2 separate regions of the Mus musculus genome follow, and region 2 is linked to region 1. A link is a contact called in public Hi-C data. All regions are on one chromosome and are shown on one strand. The core of a region is the stretch at or near the end of the contact, and the rest is flanking DNA. Distances in the headings are between cores, read along the strand shown.

Evidence for each region. Hi-C and Micro-C count contacts between places; a contact is called where the count stands out from the background.
Region 2: a contact with region 1 is called in a Hi-C map of cortical neurons, with 1.8 times the contacts expected there. The contact joins the enhancer-like site here to the promoter of Hspb3 in region 1. A contact is called at or near these places in 1 of 39 promoter capture datasets (cranial neural crest), 1 of 484 Hi-C or Micro-C datasets (cortical neurons), 1 of 115 datasets of contacts at active chromatin or transcription factors (embryonic stem cells) and 1 of 9 other capture datasets (embryonic stem cells).

The regions. Positions count from the first base shown.
Region 1 is chr13:113,661,635-113,667,832 of GRCm38.p6, forward strand. Hspb3 (heat shock protein 3) reads right to left here and starts at 2,042. Exons shown (of 1, transcript NM_019960.2): 1 at 1,262-2,042. The coding sequence starts at 1,858. The coding sequence ends at 1,394. All of the region lies in intron 1 of Gm34586 (a long non-coding RNA gene), which reads left to right.
Region 2 is chr13:113,819,854-113,825,643 of GRCm38.p6, forward strand. All of the region lies in intron 1 of Arl15 (ADP-ribosylation factor-like 15), which reads left to right. Among named protein-coding and RNA genes, the nearest start is that of Arl15, 28 kb to the left of the region's middle. Within about 2 kb of position 2,223, at least 14 of the 459 cell types and tissues checked have an H3K27ac peak or open chromatin away from gene starts, as enhancers often do. A contact at or near this core is called in cortical neurons, where this site is marked.

The DNA.
Region 1 (6,198 bases), core at 792-3,291:
TGCCCCACTGTTCATGTAAGTTTCAATTTCTCAAACAAAAACATCTCATCCTAGACTTCATACCCCAAACGTCAGCTTTAGACACGAATTTCATATAAACAGATGCTCCAACATCTTTTCGATGTTAGCAAAAAGTAGCAAATGTCACCCCAGACTCTGTTTGATTTCTGGTTTTTACTGACTCCCCAACTTCCCTGTTTTAGCTTGAAGAGAGGAGAGGCAAGATGGAGGAGCACCATGACAGCTGTCTGCCTCCACACAGGTGACAGCCACACTCTGAGATCTTCTTTCTATTCTTAGCACTGGCCTGGCCTCTCTCCCTGTGAGCTCACATTCAGCACCCAGTGAAACAGAAAGCGGCCACTTTCTCCACGGAAGTATTTAGGATGCATAGAATGAGCTAGCACATATTCTAAATGCCTACGAGCAGCTGCTGAAGGCAAGCCTCCCTTTCTTAACCTCTACCAGCTCCATCCAGAGTCAAAGCAGCAGTTTGGGAGAACAGAGGCACTAAGGGAGTCCTGACAAGCATGTGCTGCCCCAGACTATGCACCCAGCTCTCATGGCTGCGTGAGCTCAGGTTCCTCACTGGCCGCAAGGTTATTTAAAACTTTCGACCAGTAGAGACAGCAGACGCTGGCACTGGCCATCCCCCCTTCAAAATAGCGAGCATTAAGATTTCCTGAGCCCAGCAATGCAACGTTTTAGTTTCCCACACCTAGCATACGAGACACTATACACTCTGGGCTAACAAATATAACACCAAAGCAAGTAGTATACATTGTCTAGCAGCAAAACTTCTGGTAGGGTTCAGTTTAGCTTTGAAAACTATATGTGGTCTATATGGGAACTTTTAAAAAACTAAAATACCTGAAGATCCCCACTGATGTTTAAATGAGCAACAACTGTTGTGACTTTTAACTAGATTCAGACCCAGGTCCCGTAAATTATAGTATACAGAAATAAAATTTTCTCTTTGAAGCCCTCCCCCCTCTTTCTAGCAATGCAGAAACTTTTCATACAGTGAGGAAAAATCAGATCTCTTTACTGACAAGGACTGGTTTGCCATGGGTTGTCCAAATGGCCTCTGTGGAATTTTAGACTCATCAAAAACCAGGCTGAGCATTCTCTAGTACCAACCACAGTCTGCTAGCTCTGAGGTGGCTTCATTGTAAAAGCAGCAGCACTCCTAACTGCACAAACACATTTGAAAACCTTCCTTTCTGGCTACCAATAAGAAAGACAACCTCCACATACCAGGAACGGTGGATACATTTGGTTTTTTTTAATCCTCATAAAAGTGACAGCAATCCATCTCAAAAGTTTAAGCATTCCCGGGGTGTCCCTGGCTTTCATCTTCCTTCCTGGGGTATGAAGAGCAACCAAAAGGCTTTCACTTGGTCCCTAGTGAATCTTTGACTTCCACCACCAAGATTCCATCATGACAGAGGATGGCAGACAAATCTTTGGTTTCGACTCCATCTGGCAGTTTGTACTGTCTGGTGAAACTCCGCGATATAAACCCGTGTTCGTCCATTCTGGTTCCGTGCTGTGCCTTGATCAGCAGCCAGCCCTCGAAGGTCTGGATGATGATGTCCTCGGGCAGGAACTGGACCACATCCAGCAGGATCTGGAAACGGGATTTGCCTTCTCCGGGTGGCTTCTCCGTGGAGGCTGAGTCCTCTGCCAGAGCCTGTGGCGTGCCTGCGCCTCTGGCTTTACTCAGGTCCTCGATGGTTGGCCCGGGCAGTGCGTATAGTGTATGATCCAGTCTGCAGTCTTCTAAGCCTCGAGCTTCAAACTCCTCCTGATAACGCACTGGGGTCTCTATGAGGTGCCTCAAAATGATTTTTGCCATAGCAGAGGCGACTCCAGCGTTGAACCACTTCCCTTCCGTGAGTGTCTAGTCTCTGGCGTTGCCTGCGGACTCGATTCTTAGTCCTAGCAGCTCCGTTTACAGTCCTGCCCAGACGGCAGCTTAATTGGGGCTGAATCAGACCGGCACACTGACTCTTGTCTTTTCACACACACTGACAATGAATGGCTATTTATAGCCGCCTCTGCGAGTTGCATTTAGCTCACAGCCTGTACAAGTGGGCCAGGCAGGGATCGCACTTGCACGCTCCCTTAGCCTTGGCAGGCCTGTCTGCCTTGTTCACCCCAAAACACAAAGTAGAAACCAGAAGCAGCGCTTGAAGATCACACCGTGTGACCTGCAAAGTGTGCAATCATCTCAGTACAAGCCTCTCCCTCTGCCTGAAAATTCCATTCGGGGAGAGACGATTCTAACTCTGGTTTATGAGAAATCAATCAATTTCAAACAGCTACTAAACTCCAGCTAAGTTCGGATCCTATTCCGTTCTTTTTACTCTTTTGTGCCTAAAGGACACCTGAACCACATCAGCTGGTGTTTGTACATCTGACTCGGCAAAATGAGATGGGATGACTAAGCGAGAAGACTGTGCAACTTCAGAGGGAGCCTGGGAGCTCAGGACTGACAGAAATAGTCAATAGCAGAGGGCAAAATGCAAAGCGTTCAACTATTTCATATTAAGGTTCAGAAAACAAAGAATGAATCTAATCAACACCATGCTATTGAATGGGCAAAGACACTCACTGCACATCATTTCTCAACTAGAGCACCCTTTCATTGTCCTTCCACTGGCCAAGACTGAGGCAGCTGCCGCGGAACTTCTTCAAGATGTGCTACATAAAAATAGAGTCTGCCAAGGTATTTTATATTATTTGTGACTATTGAGAAGGGTGTTGTTTCCCTAATTTCTTTCTCAGCCTGTTTATCCTTTGTGTACAGAAAGGCCATTGACTTCTTTGAGTTAATTTTATATCCAGCTACTTCATTGAAGCTGTTTATCAGGCTTAGGAGTTCTCTGGTGGAATTTTTAGGGTCACTTATATATACTATCATATCATCTGCAAAAAGTGATATTTTGACTTCTTCCTTTCCAATTTGTATCCCCTTGATCTCCTTTTGTTGTCTAATTGCTCTGGCTAGGACTTCAAGTACAATGTTGAATAGATAGGGAGAAAGTGGGCAGCCTTGTCTAGTCCCTGATTTTAGTGGGATTGCTTCCAGCTTCTCACCATTTACTTTGATGTTGGCTATTGGTTTGCTGTAGATTGCTTTTATCATGTTTAGGTATGGGCTTGAATTCCTGATAAGAACTTCAAGTCTCTAAAGAAAGAAATTAAAGAAGATCTCAGAAGATGGAAAGATCTCCCATGCTCATGGATTGGCAGGATCAACATTGTAAAAATGGCTATCTTGCCAAAAGCAATCTACAGATTCAATGCAATCCCCATCAAAATTCCAACTCAATTCTTCAACGAATTAGAAAGGGCAATCGGCAGATTCATCTGGAATAACAAAAAACCGAGGATAGCAAAAACTCTTCTCAAGGATAAAAGAACCTCTGGTGGAATCACCATGCCGGACCTAAAACTGTACTACAGAGCAATTGTGATCAAAACTGCATGGTACTGGTATAGTGACAGACAAGTAGACCAATGGAACAGAATTGACGACCCAGAGATGAACCCACACACCTATGGTCACTTGATCTTTGACAAGGGAGCTAAAACCATCCAGTGAAAAAAAGACAGCATTTTCAACAAATGGTGCTGGCACAACTGGCGGTTATCATGTAGAAGAATGCGAATTGATCCATTTCTATCTCCTTGTACTAAGGTCAAATCTAAGTGGATTAAGGAACTCCACATAAAACCAGAGACACTGAAACTTATAGAGGAGAAAGTAGGGAAAAGCCTCGAAGATATGGGTACAGGGGGAAAATTCCTGAATAGAACAGCAATGGCTTGTGCTGTAAGATCAAGAATCGATAAATGGGACCTCATAAAATTGCAAAGCTTCTGCAAAGCAAAAGACACCATCAATAAGACAAAAAGGCCACCAACAGATTGGGAAAGGATCTTTACCTATCCCAAATTGGATAGGGGACTAATATCCAATATATATATAAAGAACTCAAGAAGGTGGACTCCAGAAAATCAAATAACCCCATTAAAAAATGGGGCTCAGAGCTGAACAAAGAATTCTCACCTGAGGAATACCAAATGGCAGAGAAGCACCTGAAAAAATGTTCAACATCCTTAATCATCAGGGAAATGCAAATCAAAATAACACTGAGATTCCACTTCACTCCAGTCAGAATGGCAAAGATCAAAAACTCAGGTGACAGCAGATGCTGGCGAGGATGTGGAGAAAGGGAAACACTCCTCCATTGTTGGTGGGACTGCAAGCTTGTACAACCACTCTGGAAATCAGTCTGGCGGTTCCTCAGAAAATTGGACATAGTACTACCAGAGGATCCCGCAATACCTCTCCTGGGCATATATCCAGAAGATGTCACAACCGGTAAGAAGAACACATGCTCCACTATGTTCATAGCAGCCTTGTTTATAATAGCCAGAAGCTGGAAAGAATCCAGATGCCCCTCAACAGAGGAATGGATACAGAAAATGTGGTACATTTACACAATGGAATACTACTCAGCTATTTAAAAAAATGAATTTATGAAATTCCTAGGCAAATGGATGGACCTGGAGGGTATCATCCTGAGTGAAGTAACCCAATCACAAAGGAACTCACACAATATGTACTCACTGATAAGTGGATATTAGCCCAGAAACTTAGGATACCCAAGATATAAGATACAACTTGCCAAACGCATGAAATTCAAGAAGAACAAAGACCAAAGTGCGGACACTTTACCCTTTCTTAGAAATGGGAACAAAACACCCATAGAAGGAGTTACAGAGACAAAATTTGGAGCTGTGACGAAAGGATGGACCATCTAGTGATTGCCATATGCAGGGATCCATCCCATAATCAGCTTCCAAATGCTGACACCATTGCATACACTAGCAAGATTTTGCTGAAAGGACCCAGATATAGCTGTCTCTTGTGAGACTATGCCGGGGCCTAGCAAACACAGAAGTGGATGATCACAGTCAGCTATTGGATGGGTCACACGGCCCCTAATGGAGGAGCTAGAGAAATTACCCAAGGAGCTAAAGGGAACTGCAACCCTATAGGTGGAAGAACAATATGAACTAACCAGTACCCGGGAGCTCTTGTCTTTAGCTGCATATGTATCAAAAGATGGCCTAGTCGGCCATCACTGCAAAGAGAAGCCCATTGGACTTGCAAACTTTATATGCCCCAGTACAGGGGAACGCCAGGGCCAAAAAGGGGAAGTGGGTAGGTAGGGGATTGGGGGGGGTAGGTATGGGGTACCTTTGGGATAGCATTGAAAATGTAAACGAGGAAAATACCTAATTAAAAAAAAACAGAAAAAAAAATAGAGTCTGGGTGCTGGGCAAGTGTTCTGCCACCGAAGTACATCCCTGCCTCATCACCCAGCTCCGGCTACATTCAAGGCTTTACAGGCCTGCAATAGACTACCCATAACTCCACCATCAGCTATGTCAATGACAGTCTAATCATCTTTATTTTCTTCAAGCTGCCCATGTTTGAAAGGAATATATACTAGTTGTTGATTGTTTGTTTCTAATTATCTTAAGGGTACATGTAGGGTAACTTTTCTGAACTTTGCTTCCTTAATTCTCAAAGAAAGCTGTATTACTCTCAGGAAGGCAAAAAAAAAAAAAAAAAAAACCTAGTTTTTATGGAAAGAGAGAGAGAGGATAGGACAGAGATGTACATATAGAGAGAGATTATATAAAACCTCAGATACTGCATAACTGTACAATGGTTTGTGGGGTCTCTATAGTCATAGGTGTGTCTGTGGCCTTACGTATTAATGAGAAAGATAGGCAAGAACTCTAGTGGAAAATAAAAACTATCCCTAGAGATGGGGCAAAGAGACAGTAATGAAAAGATGAGGCACACTACCTAGTCTCCTTTGCTAATTGCTTACTAAGACTTCTGTGACTCAGTGGATCATGTAGGGGATGCTAATTACAGGTACTCGGGGTCCGAGAGAGTTTTCTAGAAAGAGCCATGGAATGTTCTGTCTGGGGTGCTTGAGCCAAAGAGAGCATCGTGATTCCAGAAGACGAAGACACCTGCACCACTGTAATGCAGACTTTAAAATAAGAAGGAGGGCGTTTCGGTTGGAGTGTGAGAGTTCAGAATCAGAGCAGGAAGCCCAATGCTTGGTTAGTTGTTTAAGAAGTTGTCTTAAAGAGAAAATCAAT
Region 2 (5,790 bases), core at 973-3,472, 160 kb after region 1:
TGTGCTGATAATCTTAGCATGCGGAAAGAGGGAGTCCTTGGAGCAAGTAACTTAGTTGAATCTGGCCAGCTCTAGGCTCAGTGAAAGACACTGCTTTAATAAATAAAGTAGAAAGTGGTTGAAGAAGAAACCTGATGTCAACTTCAGTTCTCTACATGTCTATAAGCAAAAATATACACGCCCACTTGTGAAAACTTAAACACGCACACCCCTCTGTTCTCCTCTTTAGAAATGAGAACGTGGCACGTTCTTTCCACAGGCTAGTTTCTGGCACTTAATGTTTCGATCTAGAGAGAAAGAATGTGATTGTTTTTCTTCTGGGTCACATTCTGGATATTAGCAGCTTAGCAGGGAGAGTGACCTACTGTGTGATGCTTGTGGGCAAAGGAACAACAGAACAGTGACCTGCTAAGGAAGATGCTTGCTGTATTGACCCGAGTAGACGTCAGGTAGCCTGTTCACAGTTAACAGTGACCAGTACCTGAAGTGACGTGAAATGTGGCCACTCAGCAGGCTAGGAGGGTTTCAGGGCATGGCCACCAGCTTCCCTGTGCTTGTGGAGTCTGTCACTTTGCTCTGCTCTGCCTTTGCCCCCCCCCCCTCACTTCCCAGGGTTTTAAGTGTCCATGCCATAGACTAGAAAGTCTCCTGATACCTGTAACTATGGTTCAGTGTTCCCATTGTGTCCCTGAAGTCCTCTGTGCATGCCTTGCTCCTGCTAGACATTGGTGTGTTACACCTGTCTGTCATAGAATTGTAAATTCTTAGGTCAGAGGTGGAAGAGTAGTGACACCAGGGTTTGTTCACCCATACTGTTTCATACTTAGTACTGCCTAAAGTGAATGTCGCACATGGGGCTCTACAGATAACTTCTTTCCTTCCACCTTTTCTTCTTGTGTTGAATCTTTAGCCCCCAGTCCTAACAGACATGGAAGGGATATATATTTCAAGGCAATTACTACTAATTATTGTCTTTTGCTAAATTAAAACATTTCTTTCTTTTTTTTCTCTATTTTTTAAGATCTGAATTTTCAGAGCTATTCTTGCCTTCCACAGAAAGTAAGAAAGAATTTCAGCCAAAATTTATTTTTCTTTGTAATAGTGGGTGGAAATTTTCGTGGTGTCTTGCTAAAAGTGGTGAAGTCCATAAATTCTAATATGATATATGTCTTCGTTGGGTTATTTTGCTAGATGACTTTTCACATCTGAGGTCATATCTAGATTGCCTTTTAAGTCTTGATTAATTTTATAGAGAGGTCAGTGATTTCAAGCTCCTGGGCCCAGCTGTAGATTTCTAAGGAAGTATAGACTTTTACTCTTAGGGCACCGGTGTTATTGAAAATATTTAATCTCAGTTGGGGGTTTCTCCCCGTCCCTTGGTCATTCAGTTTCCAGATAAAAGACACACAACATTTATATTTATAATAAACCTTTAAAGCAATAGAGCTGAGCAGATCCCTGCCCTCTAAGCGATTAGTATCTATTTCCCTATCAGCAACCCCGAGTTATAACTTGCCGTGTCCCATCTGGGCTGTTCTTAACTCCAATTGGCTAGTCTTCATGGCCCTGTTTTTATGATTCACTTACCCAATGACGTCTCCTCTCTCCACCTTCCACTACCCTCTTGTGGTTTTTGCCTCCTCTGATCCCAAGCCCTGGATCTGAAACTCTGCCTACTTCTCTCCTTCCCAGCTGTTGACATTTTTATTCAACCAATAGTTTTAAATTAAGGAGCAAGGGTCTATAGCATCACTTGATGTATGTGAGGACTCTCTGGTCCCTGGGCAAGTATTTAGCATTACAATACATGGCCACAGACCTACACTCTGCATTCTGGTAGTCTTTTTACCACTAAAGCCACCTTAGAAAATATCCAGAGGTCAGTTAGAGTGGCATTGGTTATGCTTTCTTCAGGCAGATTAGCGGCATCCTCTTTCCCATTTGAAGAAGCCATGGAATACATACCAAGGAGCAAGGCTATACATTTTGCCTTCAAGGTCTGATTTTATTTTGTAGTGAGGCTTTTTTTTTTTAAAGTTATTTTTCCTTGTGAGAAATAGCTGCTGAGAGTCAAGCGATTCGCTGTTAATATCTGCAGTAACAGCTCCAACAGAAGGCCATCCCAGTTCTAAAGTAGATGCCAGGCTCCAGCAGTGCCTGAGGAAAGGCGGACGGGCCTTTGCTCAGAGCGCTGCCCACACACGTCTGCAGAGCTCCTGTGTATCGTGGGTCTTCACTTGCCAGTCTGCACGCTCCGCATCTTTGCCGCCATCCCATCTGTACAGAGATGCTGATGTGAGAAAATGCCTTGTCAGTCTACCGGATTTGGAAACAGGTGTCCCAGGCCTGGGCCTCATTCCAAGGTGCGTCTTGCTCCTCCCCCTTCCTTGTTTTACCAGTTTTCCCATCTTATTCCCAGGACTCTGGGCTTGGCTCTGTTAACTTTGTATTCTCACCACAAGCAAATTATAGAGGAGACAACAAAGGAAGGACATCTTGCTTTATATCAAGATGAAGGACTGCATAGGGCATCAAATTGGGATTGGCCATTATGTTAAGAATTTAAAAAGGAGCTCTCTTAAAACCACTGGTTTTTTTCCACCCCCTGACAGATCTGAAATACCTTAAAATCAGGTTGATTTTACACTATGTGGCAAATGACTTTTGTTTTCTGCCATCTTGTTGAAATTTTTTTTTTCTCCTTCCATTATTTTCATGGTTACCTTTGAAATCTTTTAGGAAAACAATTGTAAGATTAAACAATCACATCAATTTTAAAGCTGACTTTTTTTTTCTTGTTTTTCTCTTTTGTACACTTTTTAAGTAGACTCCTCTTAACATATTTTAACCCATCTGTGGTTTGTTTTTGACAGCTTGCTCTCCCCCCACCTCCCCCACGTGTTCCTTGAATGAGGTAGCAAAGAGGATGTGATTGGTTTTGAAATAATGATTCCTTAGTTCTTCTTCTGACCAGTTCAGGTGCAGATCTGTGAGTGGCGACTTGGAGGCTCCCGGGTCACAGTTTATCTGGCTCTTTCGTTTCCAGTTGGAAATAACTTTGTGTGCATCTGTCATTCTGAGCTGTCTTCTCTTCTAGAGATTTACAGTAACAATAGGGTTTTGCAAATGCTCCATAGTTGGGGAAAGACTATGAAGTATAATCATGTTAAATTTACTAACAGTTCCTACGCCACGATTAAAGGATGCTTGGTTTCTAAGTGCTCCTCCCACTAATTAGAGGGAAGAGGCCATCCTGAGAATACGATTGTTAGCACGAGTTTGGAGACTGGGTGGTGGACAGCCACTTGGGATGAGGTGGGGTGTCCAGGGGTTTGACAGTATTAGTAAGGACTACAGGTTACAGAGACGGGGAGAGGAAGTAATGGTGGTATTCAGGAAAATGTTACTTGAGGTATTTTTTGAGGGTTTTGTAGTAGTTTTGGCAGCTGCTATAGCAGCAGTTGAGCTTTTGGGAGTTTTAAGAAGGAACGGGTAGAGAGGGTAGGTTCTCACGACTGAAGATGAACTATTTCTCTCTAAAAGTCAAAGCCCTTTGAGAGTTTACAGACAAATGTAAATGTTTACAGTCTTGTGGTTTAGGGGCTACACTGGTAGCTTCTCGGTTGGTATGATAAAACACTCGGACAAAGAGCAAGTTGGGGAAGAAAGGGCTTTACTTTACTTTGGCTTAAAGGTTCTAAAGGGATGGGGCTCCTCACGGTGGGGAACACAGTCAAGGCAGGGTAGCCATAGGAGAAGGCCTCTGGCTCGTTACATGTCTATCACATACAGGAAGCTGAAAGGGACAGAAAGGAGAGCCATGCTGTAAACCCTCCAAGCCCGACCCTGTGATGAACTTTCTCTTAGCAAGGCTCCACCCACCAAATGATCGCTTGCTATTACTGGGGATTCAGTATTTAGCCACACTGGGGGCTGTTTCTCATTCCCGCCACACTGGGGGCACCTACTTTATAAGGATTTATTTTTCTTTATGTGTGGATGTGATGTGATGTGATGTGATGTGTGTGCTGTGAAGGCCCAGCAGCTCCTGTCATTGTCATCTTCAGGCTGGCTCATCGTGTGTACCCGCCATTCAGTATGGGCCCATTGCAGGTCAGGATTGTCATCAGAGAGTAAATCTCAGTTACAGAGAACAGAAGTAGGACAGAGAGAAAAAGGGTGCAGGGAAAGGCTAGAGGGGAATTTTCCTATTCGACTTTCACTTGTATTGCATTTCCAGGGTTAGTCACATGACACCTGCTGGCAAGGCAGGCTGCCAAACAGTCTTTTATTTGGGTGGGATACAATTAATATTTTTTACTTGGGAAAAAAAAAAAAACCCTTTTCCTCTTACAGGGAAAGAGTTATTAAATAACTATTATGTTACAAAGGTGTAGCGCTGAATAATTTCCAAAGATAGATGGAAAGAATGGATGTTGGCCAAGTTCATCGACCTTTTCAGCTTCCTGGTCTGAGACAACCAGTGGCATTACCCCAGGATAATTCAGTCATGTGTTCACTAAAAATAACTCTTGTAGTATTCCAGTTATGGTAATGGGACCCTAATATTAAGTGATTGTTAGTATTAAATGATCTGCCATTTATTTTCATTATAGGACCAGTGAATGACTGGAATGCTTGGAGTGTTTTTGTTGCGTTAATAACTTTATCCAGCGAGTTATCGTCTCGATCCGACTTTCTATTCTGCTTATTTAAAAGTCTGTGCAAGTAGCCTTGGTCTTTCAAGTCTTTTTTCTGACTTCCTCTCATACTGAATTCAGTGTCCTGTGAATATTGTCTGAAGAGATGGGAGTCTTTGGTAGCATGAGCTTGGTGTGACTGGTTGGCCTTCAAAACGGAGATCAGTTTTCAAAGCCATCTTTTTACCACCATGGAAATTCGGGGAATCCTTTCCCTGCTGCCTTCTTTGGCACAACAGATAAAACCACCCATGCTGAGATTTGTGGCATCATCAATCTATGGGGAGGCTTTTACTTGACAACTATAAGCCACAAGAGCAATGTCAGACTGTGTAAAGCTAGGGTTATTTTGACTATGTACTAATTTAGTGTGCTAACCATAGCCAGCTAAAGAAAGGCAGGGCGTCGAGTGTTCACGTTCGCTGCTCTCCTGTGCTGAGTGGGCCACACGAGCTTTGGGAACTTCATCTTGATTTGGGACTGAGTCTGTGGGTTCTACATCCTGAACGTTCTTAGTGTTAGGAGGCCAGGGACTCAGCCTCTCAAACTTGAGCCTATTCGATGGACTGTGCGTATGGGCGTTTCTCTCTTTGTGCCGGTTTCCTTTCTGCCTGTTACAAGGATTGTGAACATTCGTGTTGTAATAAAAATTGAACTAAACAAGTGCTAATTAAAATTGCATGCAAGAGGCTCGGGGAGATGATGGCTTATTCTGTATGGTGACTATTGCACAAGTCTGAGGACCCAAGTTCAAGCCTCCAGAACCCACATTCAAAACCAGGTGTGGTGTGGGGTATCTGTAATCTCAGTGCTGAGGGAAGAGAGGGTTATGATGGCCTGCTGAGGCAGTCAGTGAGCATCAGGGTCAAGGAGGGGCACCTGGTCTCAAAAAAATAAGATGGAGGAATGAGAGATGAGATGAAATGAAATGAGATGGTTCAATGGTTAGGAGCACTGGCTGATTTTTTCCAGAGGATCCAAGTTCAATTCCTAGCTCCCACATACGTGGTGGATCACAGTTTGTAATTTCAGGTCCAGGGGGTTCCAGCATCCTGTTCTGGCCTTCATGAACACTGCGTGTACATACATG